Linked DNA regions of Gossypium raimondii: region 1 is linked to region 2. A link is a contact called in public Hi-C data. All regions are on one chromosome and are shown on one strand. The core of a region is the stretch at or near the end of the contact, and the rest is flanking DNA. Distances in the headings are between cores, read along the strand shown.

The links. Hi-C and Micro-C count contacts between places; a contact is called where the count stands out from the background.
Region 1: a contact with region 2 is called in a Hi-C map of leaf, with 4 times the contacts expected there. The contact joins the enhancer-like site here to the promoter of LOC105762158 in region 2. A contact is called at or near these places in 2 of 2 Hi-C or Micro-C datasets (both in leaf).

What each region holds. Positions count from the first base shown.
Region 1 is chr12:37,127,413-37,130,895 of ASM2569854v1, forward strand. No RefSeq gene overlaps it. Among protein-coding and RNA genes, the nearest start is that of LOC105763913, 15 kb to the left of the region's middle. Within about 2 kb of position 2,124, the one cell type or tissue checked has open chromatin away from gene starts, as enhancers often do. A contact at or near this core is called in leaf, where this site is marked.
Region 2 is chr12:37,037,619-37,040,940 of ASM2569854v1, forward strand. LOC105762158 reads left to right here and starts at 1,971. Exons shown (of 3, transcript XM_052624653.1): 1 at 1,971-2,301; 2 at 2,398-2,463; 3 at 2,581-2,853. The coding sequence starts at 2,103. The coding sequence ends at 2,669. LOC105762440 (cytochrome P450 703A2) reads right to left here and starts at 244. Exons shown (of 2, transcript XM_012580244.2): 1 at 1-244. The coding sequence starts at 244.

The DNA of each region.
Region 1 (3,483 bases), core at 874-3,373, 90 kb after region 2:
TATTTAAAATATTAAAATAACGATAACAATATTATATAAAAAACAGTTCTAAAATAAATTATTTTATTTACTTGAAAACTTAATCTTTTAAAAATATTTATGAAAATGTTTTTAAAATTTTATCAAATAATGCTGAAAATTCATAAAATAAAATTTGTTTTATCAAAATAAAGAAAAAATTAGAATAAAAAATAGAAAATCGAACTAAAATAAGATGGTTCAGTATTTTAAAAATTCGACCAAATTGAATCATACTCGTTTTACCATAAATATATTTTCGTATAATTAACCTCTTTAAAATTATTAAAATTAATCTTTTTGATTTATTTGCCAAAAATGAGCAAACATGCTAGGGTTTACAAGCAAGTAAAAGACAATATCAGAACCAAAAAAAAGCCCCCTCATGAATATCCTCATCAGATTTTTATTTTTATTTTTTTGTTATTTAAATTGGCATCAATCGAATTAAGAATCGTTCGGCATATCAATCTTGATATAGAGGTTAAATCACTCTCTAAGTGAACTACTCAGATTGGGTAAAAATTAAAAATTGAAACAAAAAAAAAAGGTGGTTGAACCCATTGAAACGTGTTTTCTTACCTTTTTTTTATAATATTTATTTATTTATTGTTAGACCAACGATTGAATTGAGAATCAATGGTTTGACCAATTCGATCACCAATCCGATTATTAAATATTGGTCCAAACAAGCAAACTAATAATTACAAAGAACATATAGAATTTGTATGTATTTATTCGTGATAACGTAATTGAAAAAGGTGTAATTAATAGGTAGTAATCATGCATTCTTAGAATTGTAAAAGATTCTAATTTTTAAATTTGTTTAAAAGTCATCATGGTTAATTGCCACGCGTAATTTTTCAATTTTCAACCATGAGATATGGATTGAAGCAAATAATTAAGGTGCTCAGATTAAATTCTATTCAATAAGACCAGCTAATTACAATAGCTACTAAACAATGTGACACAAATGTAATTGCTTGTATCGATTACACTTAATCAGACTCACTAATTATTATAGTCATCCATGCATACATATAAATGAATTACAAATAATTACACGTAAATTTATATACTAAATCAACTTTCCAAACATATCAATAAATATGAACAATATAATTAATTAAATTATTTGTTTGTAACACTTGTTGATATCCCTTTTAATATTTTTTTAAAAATCTAAACCAACCTTCTTTTTATAATTTTTAGGTACAAGTATCATGGAGGCTTACGTATTAAGAATCAGATTGCATTTTGCCCCTGCTTAAAAAAATGGGGTTGTTAGTCTGATTAACGAGCAAATTGGTTCTTCCATGGAGGCCCTTGTGTAATCACTGAATTTTGTCCGGGATTAATTTCGTGTTTGAAAAAAAAAAAGATTTTTTTTATTTTATTTTTTGCATTTTAACCCCTGTAATTTTAAAATTTTACATTTTGACCCCAAACTTTTCTAAAATTTACATTTTGACCCCAAAACTTTCTAAAATTACATTTCAACCCTTATACTTTCTCAAAATTTCACTTTGACCCCTAAACTCTCAAGAAATTACATTTTGGCCCATATTTTTGCTAAAATTACACTTTTGCCCCAGAAGCTTTGCATCCTATGCAATTTAGTCCTTCTGGACTTGTCTAATCGCTGCAGCAGTGAGTGTACCCCTCCCGGCCGAGCTACTCCAGCAGCCCCCCTAGGCCATCATGGCTCCTCTGCCACCTGCAAACAATGAGAAAGAGGACAAAATTTGGAGCTTTTAAAAAGAAAAAATTGAAGAGAAGGGGGGGATTTTTCGGCAACCAAAGCAAAAAAAATAGCAGAAAATTCCAGCAGCAAAAAATACTCCCATGGGCCGATCCCACGCTCACCGCCACCGTACCCACGCCACCACGATCGCCGTGCAACAATCATCGTTACTCCTCGCCGAAGTCAAGCTAAGAAATGTGCAAGCATAAACAAAAGAAAGGAAAATAGCATCAAGCAAGCAAAAAAAAAAGTAAAGTAGAAAGAAGTGAAGAAAGAAGAAGAAGAGAGGAGGGAAAGGAGAACGCCGGCGACCGTCCAACCACCGCACCCAGGAGACACCGACGGCGGTGAAAAAGAAGGGCCAAGGCTTTGAGACAAGAAGAAGAGAAGAAGAAAAAAAAAAAAAAAAGAGGAAGAAAAAGAGAGAAAAAAGAAAGAAAAAAAGAAAATAAAAAGTAATAAAAAAATAAAAACAGCAGCCCATTTTTGGTAAGCCACCAGCAGTCCACCACCAATGGACTTGACCCAGTGCAGGCCCAATACCCCAGCAGCTCCAGCGGGCCGTTTGCAGCAGTGAAGCGGGCCAACTGAGGCCCAAACCGAAAAAAAGGAAAAGGGCCTTTTTGGGTAAATTTTTTTCTTTTTAATCTATTTTATTTTATTTAATGTATTTAAATGGTGTTTTATTTAATTTAAATTAGTATGTTTAAAAATAGTTTTCATAAATATTATTATGTCATTTTAATTGCATATTTAAAAAATAATAATAATAATATTTTAATGCATAAGGCAACGAACCAATTTAGCATCGAGTCATCGAATTCATCGCTATGTTGGGTGGATATCGATAGCTCGTGTTAAATTCGGGACGCTCTTTTAAAAATAAAAATATTCAAAAATCCTCGTATTTTAATAAAAATTCTCATGTTTTATTAGAATCCCGATTAAATATTAAATTGAATTGAGTTAACACTAATTCGATGGTTTCATCGCCATAACGAGGTGAATGTCACCGATTCATGTTAAATACGGTATTTAAAGAAATAAAAAAATAAAAAACTTGTGTTTTAAAAAATTCGTGTTTTAAATTTCCATGTTTTAAAATTTTCGTGTTTTAAAAAAATAAAAATAAAAATTTCGTGTTATCAAAATTCCGTGTTTAAAAATTTTTCATGTTTTCAAAAATTCTCATGTTTCAAAAATTTTCGTTTTTTCAAAATTTTCATGTTTTCGTGTTTTCAAAAAAAATTCTCATGTTTTTAAAAAAAATCGTATTTAAAAAAAATCATGTTTTCAAAATTTTCGTGTTTTCAAAATTTTTCGTGTCAAAAAATTCTCATGTATCGAAAATTTCCTTGTTTTCAAAAAAAATTCTGTGTTTTCAAAAAATTTTCGTGTTTCAAAAATCTTCGTGTTTTCGAAAATTATTATTGTGTTTCAAAGCTCTCGTGTTTAAAAAAAAGGGTTTTCTCAAGTTTCAATCGGATCATAATTAAATCTTAAATTGAACTTGTATTTTTGAAAATTAAGACAACGCGCGTTTAACGAGATACCAATTTTGGGCGTCGCGAGGGTGCTAATACCTTCCTCGCGCGTAACTGACTCCCGAACCCTAATTTTCTCTGGATTTTCACGCAGACCTAAAATTACCTCTTTTTTAGGAAAATTTAAAAATAAATTTTTTTCTAAAAAGAGAATTTATTAGGTGTCCGATCACACCT
Region 2 (3,322 bases), core at 721-3,220:
TGATGGCATCTACCTTACCGAGCCGGAGGTACACTAGTGGACCGTATTTGTCACATAAGGAAGCTAAGTCCCTATGTGGGAGTGAGCTTAATTGAAGAAGATTGCCAACTATAGGCCACCTTGGTGGACCTGGAGGAAGTTTTCTAGTCTTAAACAACGATTTCCAGTCGAGCCGCCATCGCCATAAGGCGTTGACAACAAGAGCTCCGACCAGAAGGGCCAAAGCAAAGGTGAATAATTCCATGTTATCAAGGGGAAAAAATATGGGTTTGTATGGTATCATATAAATAACAAAATATATGCACCAAAAAATATATAGTTTAATGTTGAGTTCCACATTCTTGACATGCCGAAGCTTGTGATAGCAAGGCCCTGCTAGGTTGGTGAAGGGTGATATATGTTATGATCCGTTGTGTTCTCTTACCACAAAGAAAATGGTATTTGCATGTAGTTAATATGCATTTGATTTTCAATTTTTATTTACAGTTTACCATTTAATTTTATAAATTGTTGATACGAAATTCTGGTTAAAAAAAATTCATGTATTAGTGTGAAGAATTTAAGAGCAAGCTGCTTGATGGTGCTAAAGATATTTTGATCGATTTTTTTTTTTGAAAAATAGAAAAAAATCTATTAATAGAGATGAAGACCGGTACATGGATACACATTGTTGCAGCATTAACAGGCCAAGGAACACTAAGCAGCCGAAAACATGACAACATCAAGACAAAACTGAATAACATTACAAAACATTAGCACCATATGATAATATTCGCATTTGTTCTCAGTAATGGAATGGCTGATGCTATTACTACCTAGTGGTGAGGAGTCTTGCGTTATTTAAAGCTTGGTGATAAATGATTTTTGTTTGGTGACGAATGTTTTTCTATCTTGTTTCACTCTTACTCTTATGTATATACTGTAGCGACTTAAAATTTTTTTTGCATGGGCGTTAGTCGACGTGATCATTGAAAATTTAAAAGTAAAGTTTCGGTTTTATTTAAAAAAGGGAGTCGCCACCGATTCTTTTTCCTAGGTGTGATCGGACACCTAATAAATCCTCTTCTTAATAGAAAAATTATTTTGTAAATTTTATTTTAAAAAAAAGCCGAGTTAGGCCCACGTCAAAATTCCAGACAAAATTAGGGTTCGGGAGTTAATTACGCGCGAGGAAGGTATTAGTACCCTCGCGACGCCCAAAATTGGTATCTCGTTAAACGTGTGTTGTCTTAAATTTAAAAAAAAACGAGTTCAATTTAATACTTAACCGTGATCCAAAATTTTCTTTTTCTCTTTTAAAAAAAACGAGAAATTTGATAAATTACATATTATTATTTATTTTAAAAAAATATATATAATTTGATAATTTACAAAAGATAATTTATTTTAAAACACGAGAATTTTTAAATTTTTCATTTTTTTAGAAGGATGTCTCGTATTTAACACGAACCGATGATATTCACCCAACATAGCGATAAAATCAATGGCTTAATGTTAAAACGATTCGTTGCCTTATCCATTAAAATTATTTTTTTAATTTTAAAAATGCAAGTAAAATAAATGTAATAATATTTCTAAAAAAGTTATTTAAAAATGCTAATTCAATTAAAACGAAACAACAATTAAATACATAGACTAAATTAAAAAGGATAAAAATATTACCTACGGCCCGAAATTATGGGCTTGAAGAATGGGCCCTTCTCTCTTTTTCTTTTTTTCTTTCTTCCTTTCTTTTTTTTCTGGAAGATTGGGCCACTCGGCGCTGGGCCGGATGCTGGCTTGCTGGCTGCTGCACGCTGGGCCTGGCTGCTGCTGGAGGGCCTGCTATGCTGCTGCTGGGGCTGCCTGGGTGCTGGGCTGCTGGGAGAGTGGGCCTGCTGTTTTTTCTTTTGCTGGGCTTGGGGCTGCTGGTGGTGTGGCCTGCTGATGCTGCACCGGTCTGCTGGCTGCTGTGGGTTGCTGTTCGGGTCGGGTCAACCCGGCTGTTATGTTATTTTTTTTTCTTCTTTTTCCTTTTTCCTTTTTTCTTTTTTTTCTTCTTTTTCTTTTCTTTCTTTTCTTCTTCTTTTCAAACCCTAGCCGCCGCCGTCTTTCGCCCGGTGATGCGACGATGCCGGCGCTCCTCCCTTCTCCTCCTCCGTCTTCTTTCTCTCCTTTTCTTTTTTTTCTCTTCTTTCTTCTTTCCCTTCTTTTTTCTTTCCTTCTCTCTTTCTCTTCTATTTCGACAATCCCCAAAGTTGAAGGCGTCGCCGCCGCGCTCGCCCTCGGCTCTTCTTCGCCTCGGTGGCCTGCGATTCAAAGGTAAACGTTTTTAAAAATATGATTCTTGGCTGCTGATTTTTGGAAATTTTTTGCTTTCTTCATTTTTTGTTTGGTTGCTTTGTGATTGGCTTTTAGGTGGTGGTGCGACGGTTGCGGTGGCGGTGGTTTATGCGACGGTGGCGATGGCCTTTGGCTGCTGTTGTTCGGTTTTTTGATTTTTTTTTTGCTTCTTTTTTTTGTTTTTTTTCGAATCCCCCTCTCCCTCTCATTTTTCTTCTTTTAATCTCACCGATTTGTTTTCTTTCTCTTTGTCTTCAGGTGACAGTGGAGGGCATCATGAACCTAGGGAGGCTGAAGGAGTAGCTGGAGGTGGCAATGCACGCCCGGATGCCGATTGGGTGATTTGACATGTCCAGAAAGACTAAATTGTAGAGGATGCAAAACTTCTGGGGCAAAATCACAATTTTAGAAAAATATAGGGCCAAAATGTAATTTTAAAAAATTGAAGGTTAAAATGTAATTTTGAAAAATTCAAGGGTCAAAATGTAATTTTTATTTTTATTTTTGGAAAAAACCATATACATTTACTGTTTTGAGGGATGATGATTGAGTTCTATTTTTCAACAATTTGTTTGTTTGTGTGAGTGCTTCAGTATTTTGGAGTTTTTGTAACATTTTGTTTATGGAAGAGGTTGGCATTAATAGGTCGTAGTAGTTAACTTTATTGAAATAATTGCAAAATGTTTAACATTCGGTTAAATAAATTACATTGAAGTTAGAAATAATTCTGATAATATTTTTGAAAGTTAATATTTATATCCATTTCATAAATTCTACATCAAAATCAAAAAATTAGTTCAACTAGCTTAATAAATAGAATTTTGTAATTTAACTGATTAAATCAAAATTAATTTTAAAATTTTATTAACTTTGGAAGCTGTTTTCAGATTGTGAATACTAAACTTTGAAATTCATTTTCTTTATTGATTTAGATAAAAAAAACAACCCCATTTAGAAAAGCTAAACTGTCTTACAATACAAATACTTCTCCCACATGCGT